4 separate regions of the Sus scrofa genome follow, and regions 1, 2 and 4 are each linked to region 3. Evidence: chromatin contacts called from public HiChIP or PLAC-seq and promoter capture Hi-C data. All regions are on one chromosome and are shown on one strand. Each heading gives the region's core, a stretch centred on a gene start, on an enhancer-like site or on the middle of the called end of the contact. The rest is flanking DNA. Distances are from core to core; before and after follow the strand shown.

Region 1 (2,826 bases), core at 3-2,502, 420 kb after region 3:
GAGAAAAAGGCAGCTTTATTGCTGTGCCAGGCAAGGCGGCTGCAGCGGGCAAATGCCTTAAAGACTGTGCCCGCCTTGGAAGGGATTAGGAGGGCACAGTCTTTATGGTTTTCTATGGTTTGGGGAGTGGAAAATAGGGCCGCAGATAAGCATCAGGGTGGAGGCCAGCTTGCATTGTCTTTCAGAGCTGGTGTTTAGTGGCCCCAGGTCTGGTGCTGGGTCCTCCTTCTTCCCGGAAGGAAGATGCTTCGGGAGCAGTTCTTCCCTTACCGGGGGTTTCAGTTCTGCAGAAAGGCTCAAAGAGAGTCTCGCTATTCCACCGCCCTGCCCCAGGGCTGTCCGGCTCCTCCCTGCTCTCTGCATCCCCTCCCCTCCCTGAGGAGCAGCTGCCCGTGGGAACTCAGGGAAGGTCCAGGAGGCTGAGGTTTAGTCCCCAAAACAAGACATGGAGGCCACAGAAAGGCTTGTGTGTCCAGGAGCCCCACAGGACACTAGCACGCTTACACTGCGGCCTAGCGCTGGTCGCGCGGTGGCCGGAGGGGCAGGGCACTGCACCGGGTTCCGGGCTCTGTAGGCCCCAGGCGAGGACCCGCCTGGCCCGATGGGGCCTGGGCGAGGGAACCTGCAGGCCCGCGGCCCTCCGCTCGCACCCTTGCCAGGTTCCACTCCCAGGGCGCCACGTCCCTGCGTTTCCACGTTGGGAAGGGTCCTTGTCTGACCCGCCGGGGAGGCGCCAATGACTGCGGAGCCCTGGGGTTAGAGGCGGGCGCAGGAGCAGGACAGGGGACCTCGGGAGCGAACGAACGACTCAGGGAGCGGATAATGAAGGCTCGGGACACCGCAGCGCCTTCCTCGGTAAAATCGAAAGTGCAAAGCCGGCGTTTTGGACGGTGGCCGCCCACGTGCCCGGAGCGCCGAGTGACGCGGGCGGGTCGCCGGGGGCCAGGGGTGCGGTCTGCAGTTGCCGGTCCCCAGGGAGGGCCCGGGGGCGGGGCCTCGCGGATGCCCCTCCCCAACCCGCCCCCCGGCCCGCCCCGCGCAGCGCGGGCCCCGCGGGTTCCCAGCCGCGCTGAGGTCAGAAGGAGGCGGCCTGTCGTCCGAGCCGAGCGCCTGCGCCGAGCGGGGACGCGGCAGAGCGCAGCCCGAGCGCGGCGGGAGCCGAGCGGAGCGGATCGGAGCCCCAGCGCGCGGCGGAGACGCTGACCCCGCCCGGCCCCGCGCCGCCCCGGCAGGCCAGGCATGGAGCAGGAGTGCCGGGTGCTCTCCATCCAGAGCCACGTCGTCCGCGGCTACGTGGGCAACCGAGCGGCAACGTTCCCGCTGCAGGTACGCTTACGTAACGCAGCGGTGTCCCCGCGCCCGGCCGTGCGGGCCCGCGGAGGGGTGGCCGCAGCCCGATTGCGTGACCTTGGCCAGGCCACCCGGGCGGCCCCGAGGCCCCCCTTCGGGAGCGCGGGCTGGCCGAGGCGGGCGCGGGAGGCAGGCGCTTGGCGGGGGCGGGGTGGCCCTTGAGCCCCTGCGGATGGATGGGATGGGGCAGAGATGGGAGCACCGGGTTAGGATGAAGCCCGGGTGCCTGAGCTGTGCGCACCTGCCAGCCCCCGCCCCTTCCCGCCGGCGCGACCCCGGGGCTAAGAAAGAGCGGCGCCGCGACCCGAGATCCCGAGAAAGAGGGCCTGGGTAGGCAGGTGTTTGCTTTGCTCACCTGGTGAGCGCCCCCTCCATCCCTGTCCCCTGCGGGTCAGGACGCCAACAGGGAAGGGGAGGAGTAATCTCGCAGTGAGGCCCGGGAGGTCAGGGAGGGGGCCGGCCTGCGGCTCATCATTCCTGGGAGGTGGTCCCCTGGAGGACGATGGGGCGGAGAAGGCCCGCCTGCAGGTGTGGTGTTGGCGCTGAAGCAGGCAGGCCCAGAGGCCACTTCACGCCCCTGCAGGCTCTGGCTTTAGCAGCTGCTCTCTGGCTGCACTGGGCTTCCTCCCGCCTCCTGCCCGGCCTCCTTGAGGCTCGGGTCTCCCTGTGGCTCATCAGCCAGCAGCCGCTGCTTCCTGTTGCAGCCTCAGGGTTACTGTTGGGCAGCCCTGGGAGGAGAGGTGGAGGCCTGAGTGCAGGGGAGAGTCATGCTCGGGTGTCGGCATTGGGGCACAGGCCCGTGCTTACTGGCGGGCTCAGCAGGAGGCTGGCGGTCCAAGCAGGGTGGCTGCGCTCTTGGACCACTCACCTTCCGTCCATTGTCCCTGGGCCGGGTCCCTAAGCTGGGAGCAGACCTCAGGCCCCTGCTGTGTGTGCCCTGTTCCCATGCTGGGCCCTCGAGGACATAAAGGACCACTCTCACAATGGCCTGTGGGGTGCCGGCTGGCTAGAGGGACGGTGGGGAGGGGTGGAGCTGCCTCGGTGGAGCTCGAGGGCCCACCTCAGGCTGGCCTCTTGTCCCCAGAGGAGGAAAGAGTGGGGCAAAGACTTGAAGGTGAAAAGTACAAGGGTTCAAGGCCAAAGTGACCTGCCTGGCTGGCCCTGATCTGTGAGCACACCTGTGTGTGGTGCTTCAGCTACCTGGTCCTTGGTCCTCCTGTTCCAGGTGGTGGAGGGCAAGCCAGAGGGGACAGCCAGGGTGCCCACCTGACCTGAAGCCCGGTCATGGATTGCTTGGGCAGGGCCCCTGGGGTGGGCCCCTGCAGAGGGGAAGGTGCTCTCTGAAGCAGGGGCAGCTGGGGTGGGGGGTGGGGGACCAGGCAGAACCCTGAGAACAGAGCACACCTCCCCCAGAGTGGTAGCAGCCGCTGCTCCCCCACCTGGAGGGAGCCTGGGGCGCCACTCTTGGCAGAGGTG
Region 2 (2,883 bases), core at 313-2,812, 370 kb after region 3:
GCCGCCCCCCACCGCCGGCCCTGGCCACGCTGCCCGCAGACGACGTCCGGGGCCTCCCCGAGCCCCCGAGCAAGGCCCAGGCAGACCCCGCTGAGCGCGGGGGAGCCGAGGGCAAGAGCGCGAACTCGCGGGCGGCGGCCCGCGCCTCGGCACCGACCCGAGCCTCGGCACTGACCCGGCGCGGCTCCTCAGCGCCGCCAGCCTCGCCCATGGCGGCGCGGTCTCGGCTCCGTGCGCCTGCGCGGGCGCGCACGCGCGGACCCCTCACGCCGGCGAGCGCGGGAACGCGTCCACGCCGGGGTCAGGTACGGGGAGCCGCGAGGCTCAGACCTCGTAGAGCTTTCGCTGCATCGCGGTCCCCACGGGCCGGGGGTGTGGAGGCGAGATCCCGCGTGGGCTCGTCCGGCTTTGGCCGAGGTCGTAACTTGTTAACTGCAAAGAAGAACAGGGAGACCCACGTGTCAGTGTCCAGTGAAATCACTCGATTCGGGTCCTTGATGTTTGGCGAGGGGTGTTATTTAGACTAAGGGGCCATGCGTTCACGCGAAGCAGCCGCCGGCGGCCCCTCTCGCGCGCTCAGCTCCAAACTCCATTCGCGAAGGTCGAAGCTTTCTGACAACAGGCTCCGCCGGCGGCGGCGGCGGTGTCTGCCCCAGATAAGGGAGCCTCAGTCCGGCCAGCAGGTTAAGGAACTGAGACGACCCCATGGACTGGGAGACATCGTTTGGTCCATTCACTAGCCCCCATATGCCCACTGAGTTCGTAACATATGGTGCAAGCTCTGGGTTCAAAGGTACCGGTTACGGGAGTTCCCGTGGTGGCTCGGTGGTTAACGAATCTGACTAGGAACCATGAGGTTGCAGGTTCGATCCCTGGCCTCGCCCAGTGGGTTAAGGATCTGGCGTGGCCGTGAGCTGTGGTGTGGGTCCAAGACGCAGCTCGACCCCGAGTTGCCATGACTGTGGTGTAGGCCGGCGGCCATAGCTCCCATTAAACCCCTAGCCGGCGAACCTCCATATGCCGTGGGTGCGACCCTGGAAAAATACAAAAACACCAAAGAAAAAAAAAGGTACCGATTATCGCACAACTAGGACTTCTGTCCAAAGCCGGACACAAGCCGACACTGTCCGAGTGCCCGGAGTACGCGCTCTCCAGGCCCGCGGGTGCACGCACCAGCACACGCACCCAGTCCTCGCCCCGGCTCCGGGCGCCCCTCCAGCGGGCTGCCCGCAACCTCCCGCCAGAACCCCGTTCCCACCGCGGCCCGAGGAGGCCAACGTAAAAACCCGGTGCCGTGTATCTCCCGGGAACAGCTGCGGGTCGGTTGGATGGAGATTTTGTGAAGTGGGCAAGATTCCAGACCACGCAAAACTGGCCCTCCGTCTCTTCCCGGCCTACACCCAGCGCTGGCTAACCTCGCCCTCAACGGCCCGAGCCTTGGCGACCGAGAGGCAGCGGCGGCGGCGGAGAGGCGCGACGCGCACCGGAGGAGCGTCGCTCCGCCGGGGCCCGGCCCGCAGCTCGCGGAACGCTCTGCGAGCGGCGAGCGGCGCCTTTGTGACGTCATCAGCCCGCGCGCCGGCGCCTTCTGCGCAGTCGCGGCACGGCGGCGGGCGCTCGGCGGCGGCGGGCTGCGGCCGGGGATGCTCCAACGGGCGCGATGGCCCCCGCCATGCAGCCGGCCGAGATCCAGTTCGCTCAACGGCTGGCGTCCCACGAGAAGGGCATCCGAGACCGGGCGGTGAAGAAGCTGCGCCAGTACATCAGCGTGAAGACACAGAGGGAGACAGGTGGGCTCCCTGCGGTCCGCCGCGCACATGGCGGCCGGGGTGGGGGAGCGGGGGTGAGGGGAGGGAGCCGCGGTGGGGGGGGGGTCCTGGCGGGAGTGGGGGGCGGGCCCGGGGAGCCGCGGGCGGAGCGGGGAGAGCGTGCGGCACAGCCGTGTGCTTCTCTGTGTCCACTTCCTGCGGGGTCTCCACCGGTTCTCCGGTTGAGCGGCGGCGGCGGAGGGGGTTAGGTGGTCCGCTGAGGGTCCCGGTGAGCCGGAAAGCCGAGAACCGTCCCAGTCTGCCCTCCCAGAGCTTGCACGTGGGATCAGTGCACTCACCTGTTTGATTCTGGTGCGCTCTTCCTTGAGTCACGCCTTCAGTTGACCAGGACGGAGAAGTCCGAATCCCTACCCCCGAGGAATTTATCCCGGGAAATCTGGCGGGGGGGGGGGGGAATAGATAACTGAAACGGAACTCGTGTAAGTGGAGTAAAGGAAATGAAAACCGAGGAACGGGGAAGCTCCTCTCCAAAGACTGTTGCAGGGAGGCCTCTCGGGGTGATGTTCTCCAGATCTGAGCCGGGGCACGAATGAGGAGCTGGAAGAGCGGTAAGTGAGAGAGAGGGAGGGTGTTAGGACGCGAGTTGGGAAAGTAGGCAGTGGCCAGGTCACAGCGGGCTCTTCAGTTTGGGTTTTAACTGCAGCGGGGTGCCATTGAGGAATCGTATTTACCCGGTCCGGTGTAAACCTTTGAAGGCATGGATTACAGTGCGGTGAAGTTTTTTATTGCACTGAGGAAAAGTCCGATTTGCTGCTAGTGTTAATACATTGAGTCTGTTTTAAAGAATGGATGTCTCCCCCTGTGCTGATCGCTCAGTTAGCCTTCTTTTGAAGGCTTCTGGGAAAAAGAAGATAAACTCTCCTGGGAAGTCCTAGGAAGAGGAACGAAGCCAGACTTCCTGACTTCAAATCTGTTAGGGTCTTCCTGACAGACTTGATTTCCTCTTATTCCATAAATGTTGTGTGTTCCTAAACCGAACTTTCTAACCCAGACCTTTGCTGCTTGCAGCTCAGATATGCCCTTCCCACCTGGCACCTCCACCTGGATGTCCTCA
Region 3 (2,845 bases), core at 108-2,607:
TCTACACCAAACTTAGGGGTTTATCATTAAAAACACATTCGCATAAGCCTCGTACAGCCTTGAAGGATCCCGAGATGTGAACCACTTACCCAAAGAATAAAATAAGCTTAGTCTTTAGGTTTGCGAACTAACAATTATCCTCCAAAGTGTCTGAAAACATTCCCCTTAGTCTAAACTTTGCATTGGAAATTCATACGTGGCAAAGTCAAAAATATTTTAAAAACTTCAGGCTAGCCATCGCTTAGGGAAGACACACAACCTTAAAAAAGAAAAAACTCTCTACCTCGTTCTTATGTTGGAATTGCATTTTCAAGTGTTCTAGAAGCAGATTGTGCCTCTTAGGCTAGTTAACCGTAATCTCATCAAACGTCCTTACGATCAGCCCAGATCATCGATTAAGCACAGAGGAGCCTTATTAAGTGGATAAAACCCCAACGGTTCGGACCCTAAGTTACCAGACGATTTAACTCGGGCGAGGTCTGTACTACGGCTTGCCCGACGCGACCTCAAAAGCTGAAAGTTGCGGGGATTGGCAACGCTGACAACTTCAGCGCAACTCGGACGGCTCCGGAGACCCGGGGGCGCGGGGGCCCCGTCGCCGGTAGGTGGGCCGCCGAGGCGCCCCGGGCGGGAGCAGCCGCGCCGCCCGAGCGGAAGCCCGCCGCCCGCCCGGGCCCGTCGCCCGCCCGCTCGGGCGCACGAGGCGGCGGCGCGGCTCCCGAGGCCGGAAGGGCCGCCGCTCCCCTCCCCCGCCGGCCCGCCGGGCCTCCCGCCGCCTCCCAGGCCCCGAGGCCGAGCCCGCTCGCGCGCCGCCCGCCCCCGCGGCCCGAAACCCGGCGGCCGGTTCCCACTCACTTGTCTTTCTCGGTGCCGAAGATGGAGGCCAAGTACTCCGCCATTTCCCACCCGCCGCCGCCGCCGCCGCCACCGCCGCCGACGACCCCGCCCGACGCCCGCGGGAGACGTCACCCGGACGCGACGACGCTCGCTCCGCCCCGACGGCGCGGGGGTCGCTGCCCAATCCGAAGAGGCGCTGCCTGCGCGTGGGCGGGACTTGGCGGGCACGGGAGGTGCCGCCCGCCAGCGCCCCCTTCCGGCACTCCCCCTGCCCCGCACCCGCGCTTCCAGCTCCGCCGGCCCGCGCTCCCAGCGCCCTGGGCCCAGGCCGAGGTCCCCGACCCCGCCGGCGCCCCCGGAGGGCCCGGGGAAGCCGAGCACGCAAACGGCGGTCGGGAGGCGGCGGGTAGGGGCTTCTCCACGCAGTCCCCGGGGCTAGGCCCGGGGCGCGCGTGCCCCGCTTGGGCGGGTTCTGCGGAGCTCTGCGAGGTGCAGGCTCCCCTTCCTCGTACTTTCGCTGTGGGACAACCCCGCCCTCACCGCCTTTCGAGCCCTTCCTCCGGGAAGATCCCCCGCTCCTCCAGCGCCCTCGTGGGTTGGAACGGAGCCGGGGTGGCCCAACGCCGCGGGCCCCGGGAAATGCGCCGCTAGGGCCTGGGCCCGACCGGGAAAAGCCTGGCGGGTTCGGAGGCTCCGATCGCCCAGGAGGCCGACTGCGCGAGACCCACTGCAAAAACCAGGGGCGGCTCTGCTTTAGGGACGTCTAGTAGCTCCCGGCGCGTAAACCCTAAAAGCCCCGGAAGAGCCTCGGCGCGGGGAAGCTCCGGGGAGAGGGGCCGGGCAGAGCTGAGCACGAGGTTACAGACCCACGGGGGCGCCGGACCCTTCCCCCAGAGCTATCCATCTCCGGTTACCCTAGTTTGTTCTGTTTAGGGCAGTTCCTTTCCACCCACCGTTTCCCCCACCTTGCCTTTTTTCATGTAACCTTACATCCTGGAGGTGGCTCCGAAGGACTACGTGGTCATGTCCTGACCGCTTTTGTGGCTCCACTGTGTGGTGGTGAATCGCTTATTCAACCAGTCCCCTGTGGATGGGCACATGGATTGTTGCCAGTCTCACTTTTACTAGCAATCCTACACCAAGTGCCCTCCTGCGGGCTTCTTTCTGTTTGGGGGGCAGATGGACACTTGTTGTATTTGCTCCGCCAGCGCTGCAATCTCAGGGGTTCCCATGTAAACTGAAGAAGCAGCATGGACGTTTATTCCTAGAGGAGGACTACACAAACATTGTTTTTCTAGCAGAAATGTTTACTATTTTGGTGGTCTCTAGGGTGTTAAAATTTGGTATAAGACACATTTGAGAGTGATTTTCATGCTAAGGGCAAATGGTGATCAGACGCTCGTTGAGCCCCAGAGTGGTTCCGAGGACCCTGGACGTCCTTGTGGTTTGAGAATCTCTGTTTATGTAGTGGGTGTCATAGCAGCGGCTGTGATCCTATTTGTACTGTTGGGAAGGGGGACCTTTTCCCCTCTGCTTGTCTTGGGTTCTTGTGGCTGGACCTACAGTAAAACTGACACTGGACGGATGAGCAGGAGTTTCCCTGTGGCACAGCTGGTTAAGGGTCTCGCGTTATCATTTGCTGTGGCCTGGGTTCACTCCCTAGTGGGGAAACTTCCGCATGCCTGGGGGGTGAGGCCAAAAATAAATAAACAGGAGAAAAAGAAACTTTCTAATTCATGCTTGCATGGAGGTTGCATAGAAATGGGACCTGAGAAGCGGCCAAAGCAGGCAGCTTTTATACATTTTAGATAAAGAAATGGTGAAATTGTGAGGAATTGACAGGACAAAAAGCTCCTGTTGGGGTTCCAGTTAAAGAAGCAGCATAGTTTGTTTATATGAATCTTCTTGCCCCCAAGTCCCCATCTCTGACCACAAGGGGAGTCCGTCTACCTCCAGATGCAGGGAGGGCCTCTTTCTTGTGAGGTTTTATTTCCACCTCTCGGGGGAC
Region 4 (2,700 bases), core at 10-2,509, 460 kb after region 3:
TTTTCCCACTCAGCAGCATATAGAGTTCCTGGGCCAGGGATCCAAGCTGAGACTGCCAGATCCTTAGCCCACTGTGGCCCCCAGAGATGGAACCTGTACCCCAGCCCTCCAGAGGTGCACCTGATCCTGTTGGGCCTCAGCCAGAACTCCCCAAGTGAATTTTTAGCTTTTTAAAAAACCAGGATCCAGGGTCATCATGGCTCAGCAGTAACGGACCTGACTAGGATCCTTGGGGATGCAGGTTCCATCTCTGGCCTTGCTGGGTGGGTGAAGGATCCAGCATTGCCCTGAACTGTGGTGTAGGTCACAGACGCGGCTCAGATCTAGCGTTGCTGTGGCTGTGGCTATGGCCTGGGACCTTCCATATGCCACGGGTGCGGCCCTAGAAAGCAAAAATAAATAAACCAGGACCCAATCGAGATTTGCATATTGCACCCCCCCCTTTACACATGCTTCACCCATGCCTGCCTTCATGGCGTAACTGTGAAGAAAGTCGGACTCTCAGGGCTGGGATCCAGATTGCCTCCTCGACGGGCCTTCCTCCATGTCCTGAAGCTGGGGTGCACTCCAACAGGCTGGACGAGGTCAGAGCAGCCCACCCCACCTGTGCTGCTGCAGGGTTGGGGTGCCCGCCAGCGGTGGCACACCACTGCAGGTGGCGGGACCGTCCCACAAACCCGGTCCCTGACCACTTCCCTGGGCTGTTGTGGCACTTTCTTTTTCTTTCTTTGGTTTTTAGAGTCGCACCCCGAGCACATGGAAGTTCTAGGCTAGGGTGTTGAATCAGAGCTGCAGCTGCTGGGCTACATCACAGCCACAGCAACAACTGGATCCTTAACCCACGGAGCGAGGCCAGGGATCGAACCCTCAGTCTCACGGTTCCCAGTCGGATTCGTTTCCCTGTTGGGGCATTTTCTCAGGACCTTCTCGGAACCAACGATTCACTGGAGGCTGCGCAGGGTCTTCCGCCACCTCCACCTCCACCGCTCCTCTGTCTCTGCTCCCTGACATTCACTGCTAAGGCAGGGCCTTCCGTCAGCAGCTGGGGGTGAACTACAGCCACCCACCCTCAGCAAAATAATATAATAATAATAATAATAATAAAAGGCGGGCAAACGCTTAAGGACATCCCTTTAATACCCAGGGTCCAGAGTGAAAGTCCGCCAACACTGACGCGGCATTGTCGTTGCGGGCCACGGCCACTAGGAGGTGGTGGCGTAGGCCCCGGCGAGGCCGGCGCGGCCCGGTGACGTCAGACTCCGCGCCGGAGCTAGGCCCGCGCAGGCTGTGACATCACGCCGCGCGCCCAGGCGAAGCGGTGCGGTAGCGGAGGTTGAGGGGTCTCCACGCGGTCGCTATGGGTCCGCGGGTGCAGCTTCCGCCCGAGATCCAGCTGGCGCAGCGCCTGGCGGGGAACGAACAGGTGACCCGGGACCGGGCGGTGAGGAAGCTCCGGAAATACATCGTCGCCAGGACGCAGCGGGCCGAAGGTGGGCGCGGTTCGGCGAGTTGGGGGCGGAGGGGGCCGGGGGGGCCTGAGGGGCCTGGCGGGCAGGGGGACGCGGGGCGTCCGCGGCCCCGGCCCCTTCCAACGGCGTGGGTCTTCCACGTGGTCGGGCCGTGCGCGCGGGGCCTGCGTGGGTGCTTCCACCCGCTTGCCGCCCACCCTCGCTGCTTTGAAGGTTCTCGGCGCTCACTTTGTGTTGCGGTGACCGCGTGTCCCTCAGCGTGGACTCCCGCTCCCCAGCCCCTTAGCTCCTTTTCCCAGCTCAGACCTGCCTTCTCTGGGAACCAGTCCCCCTTCCCAGCCCTCAGTCCATATATCCCGCTATCCCTGGTACCCACTGTTTGGGCACCGTTTATTTTCCCCTCAGAGCGGCATTTTTCAGTGTTGGAGGTTTTCTCTCGTGTCCGAGTTTCACTGTGGTTTGCGCTGCTCAGAGAACGTGCTTCTTAAGCGTTCTATATAACAGTGGTTCTCAAAATGTGACTCCAGCTGCAGCTGGTCATTTGTTAGAAATGCAGATTCTTGGCAGGTGGGCCAAGAGTGTGTTTTAAGAAACCCTCTGGGTGATGGGATCCTTTTGCTAAAGTCTGAGAACCATTGCCCAGGAACATTGCCAGACACCGTAGTCAGGACCCCAGTGTGTTCCCAGTGAGTGACTTTATACATCCGCTTTCATAACTAGTCTGAAGTAGCTAACTTGTAATTGAAGATTTGAAAAGCGGGAGTTCCCTTTGTGGCTCAACAGGTTAAGAACCCAGCTGGTATCCATAAGATGCAGGTTTGATCCCTGGCCTGGCTCAGTGGGTTAAGGATCCGGCATTGCCATGAACTGAGGTGTAGGTCACAGATGTAGCTCTAATCTCTCATTGCTGTGGCTGTGGTGTCGGCCGGCAGCTGCAGCTTGGATTTGACCCTTAGCTTGAGAACGTCCATATGCCATGGGTGCGGCCGTAAAAAGACAATAGACAAACAAAGAAAAATCATAGATCTCTGGTGTGACACTGGGCGAATTGTTGCCAACACGTTTGCCTGTGTAGCTACCATCCAGCCTAGGAAATGGTGGCTCCGTCAGCTTTGAATCTGTGAAAGTGGAGTACTGTGCCTGGTGCTTGAAGATCTGTCAGTGTTCACAGAATGAATGAACCTGTGCCCTGGGGGGTCCCTCCAGCCCTAGGCCAGCAGGTTCTGGGTTA

The links. Promoter capture Hi-C pulls out the DNA fragments that hold promoters and counts their contacts. HiChIP or PLAC-seq counts read pairs in DNA pulled down with a chosen protein or histone mark.
Region 1: a promoter capture Hi-C map of liver shows a contact between it and region 3, with 2.7 times the contacts expected there. The contact joins the promoter of PDXK here to the promoter of U2AF1 in region 3. A contact is called at or near these places in 1 of 5 promoter capture datasets (liver) and 1 of 2 datasets of contacts at active chromatin or transcription factors (alveolar macrophages).
Region 2: an H3K27ac HiChIP or PLAC-seq map of alveolar macrophages shows a contact between it and region 3. The contact joins the promoter of HSF2BP here to the promoter of U2AF1 in region 3. A contact is called at or near these places in 1 of 5 promoter capture datasets (liver) and 2 of 2 datasets of contacts at active chromatin or transcription factors (alveolar macrophages and skeletal muscle).
Region 4: an H3K27ac HiChIP or PLAC-seq map of skeletal muscle shows a contact between it and region 3, with 4 times the contacts expected there. The contact joins the promoter of RRP1 here to the promoter of U2AF1 in region 3. A contact is called at or near these places in 1 of 47 Hi-C or Micro-C datasets (heart right ventricle) and 2 of 2 datasets of contacts at active chromatin or transcription factors (alveolar macrophages and skeletal muscle).

The regions. Positions count from the first base shown.
Region 1 is chr13:206,675,653-206,678,478 of Sscrofa11.1, forward strand. It overlaps PDXK (pyridoxal kinase), which reads left to right and starts at 1,253. Exons shown (of 11, transcript NM_213943.1): 1 at 1,253-1,326. The coding sequence starts at 1,253.
Region 2 is chr13:206,627,589-206,630,471 of Sscrofa11.1, forward strand. HSF2BP (heat shock factor 2-binding protein) reads right to left here and starts at 1,563. Exons shown (of 9, transcript XM_021071073.1): 1 at 1,416-1,563; 2 at 176-432. The coding sequence starts at 211. It overlaps RRP1B (ribosomal RNA processing protein 1 homolog B), which reads left to right and starts at 1,588. Exons shown (of 15, transcript XM_021071070.1): 1 at 1,588-1,790. The coding sequence starts at 1,661.
Region 3 is chr13:206,256,340-206,259,184 of Sscrofa11.1, forward strand. U2AF1 (splicing factor U2AF 35 kDa subunit) reads right to left here and starts at 1,358. Exons shown (of 8, transcript XM_021071048.1): 1 at 856-1,358. The coding sequence starts at 899.
Region 4 is chr13:206,721,332-206,724,031 of Sscrofa11.1, forward strand. RRP1 (ribosomal RNA processing protein 1 homolog A) reads left to right here and starts at 1,260. Exons shown (of 13, transcript XM_021071076.1): 1 at 1,260-1,490. The coding sequence starts at 1,358.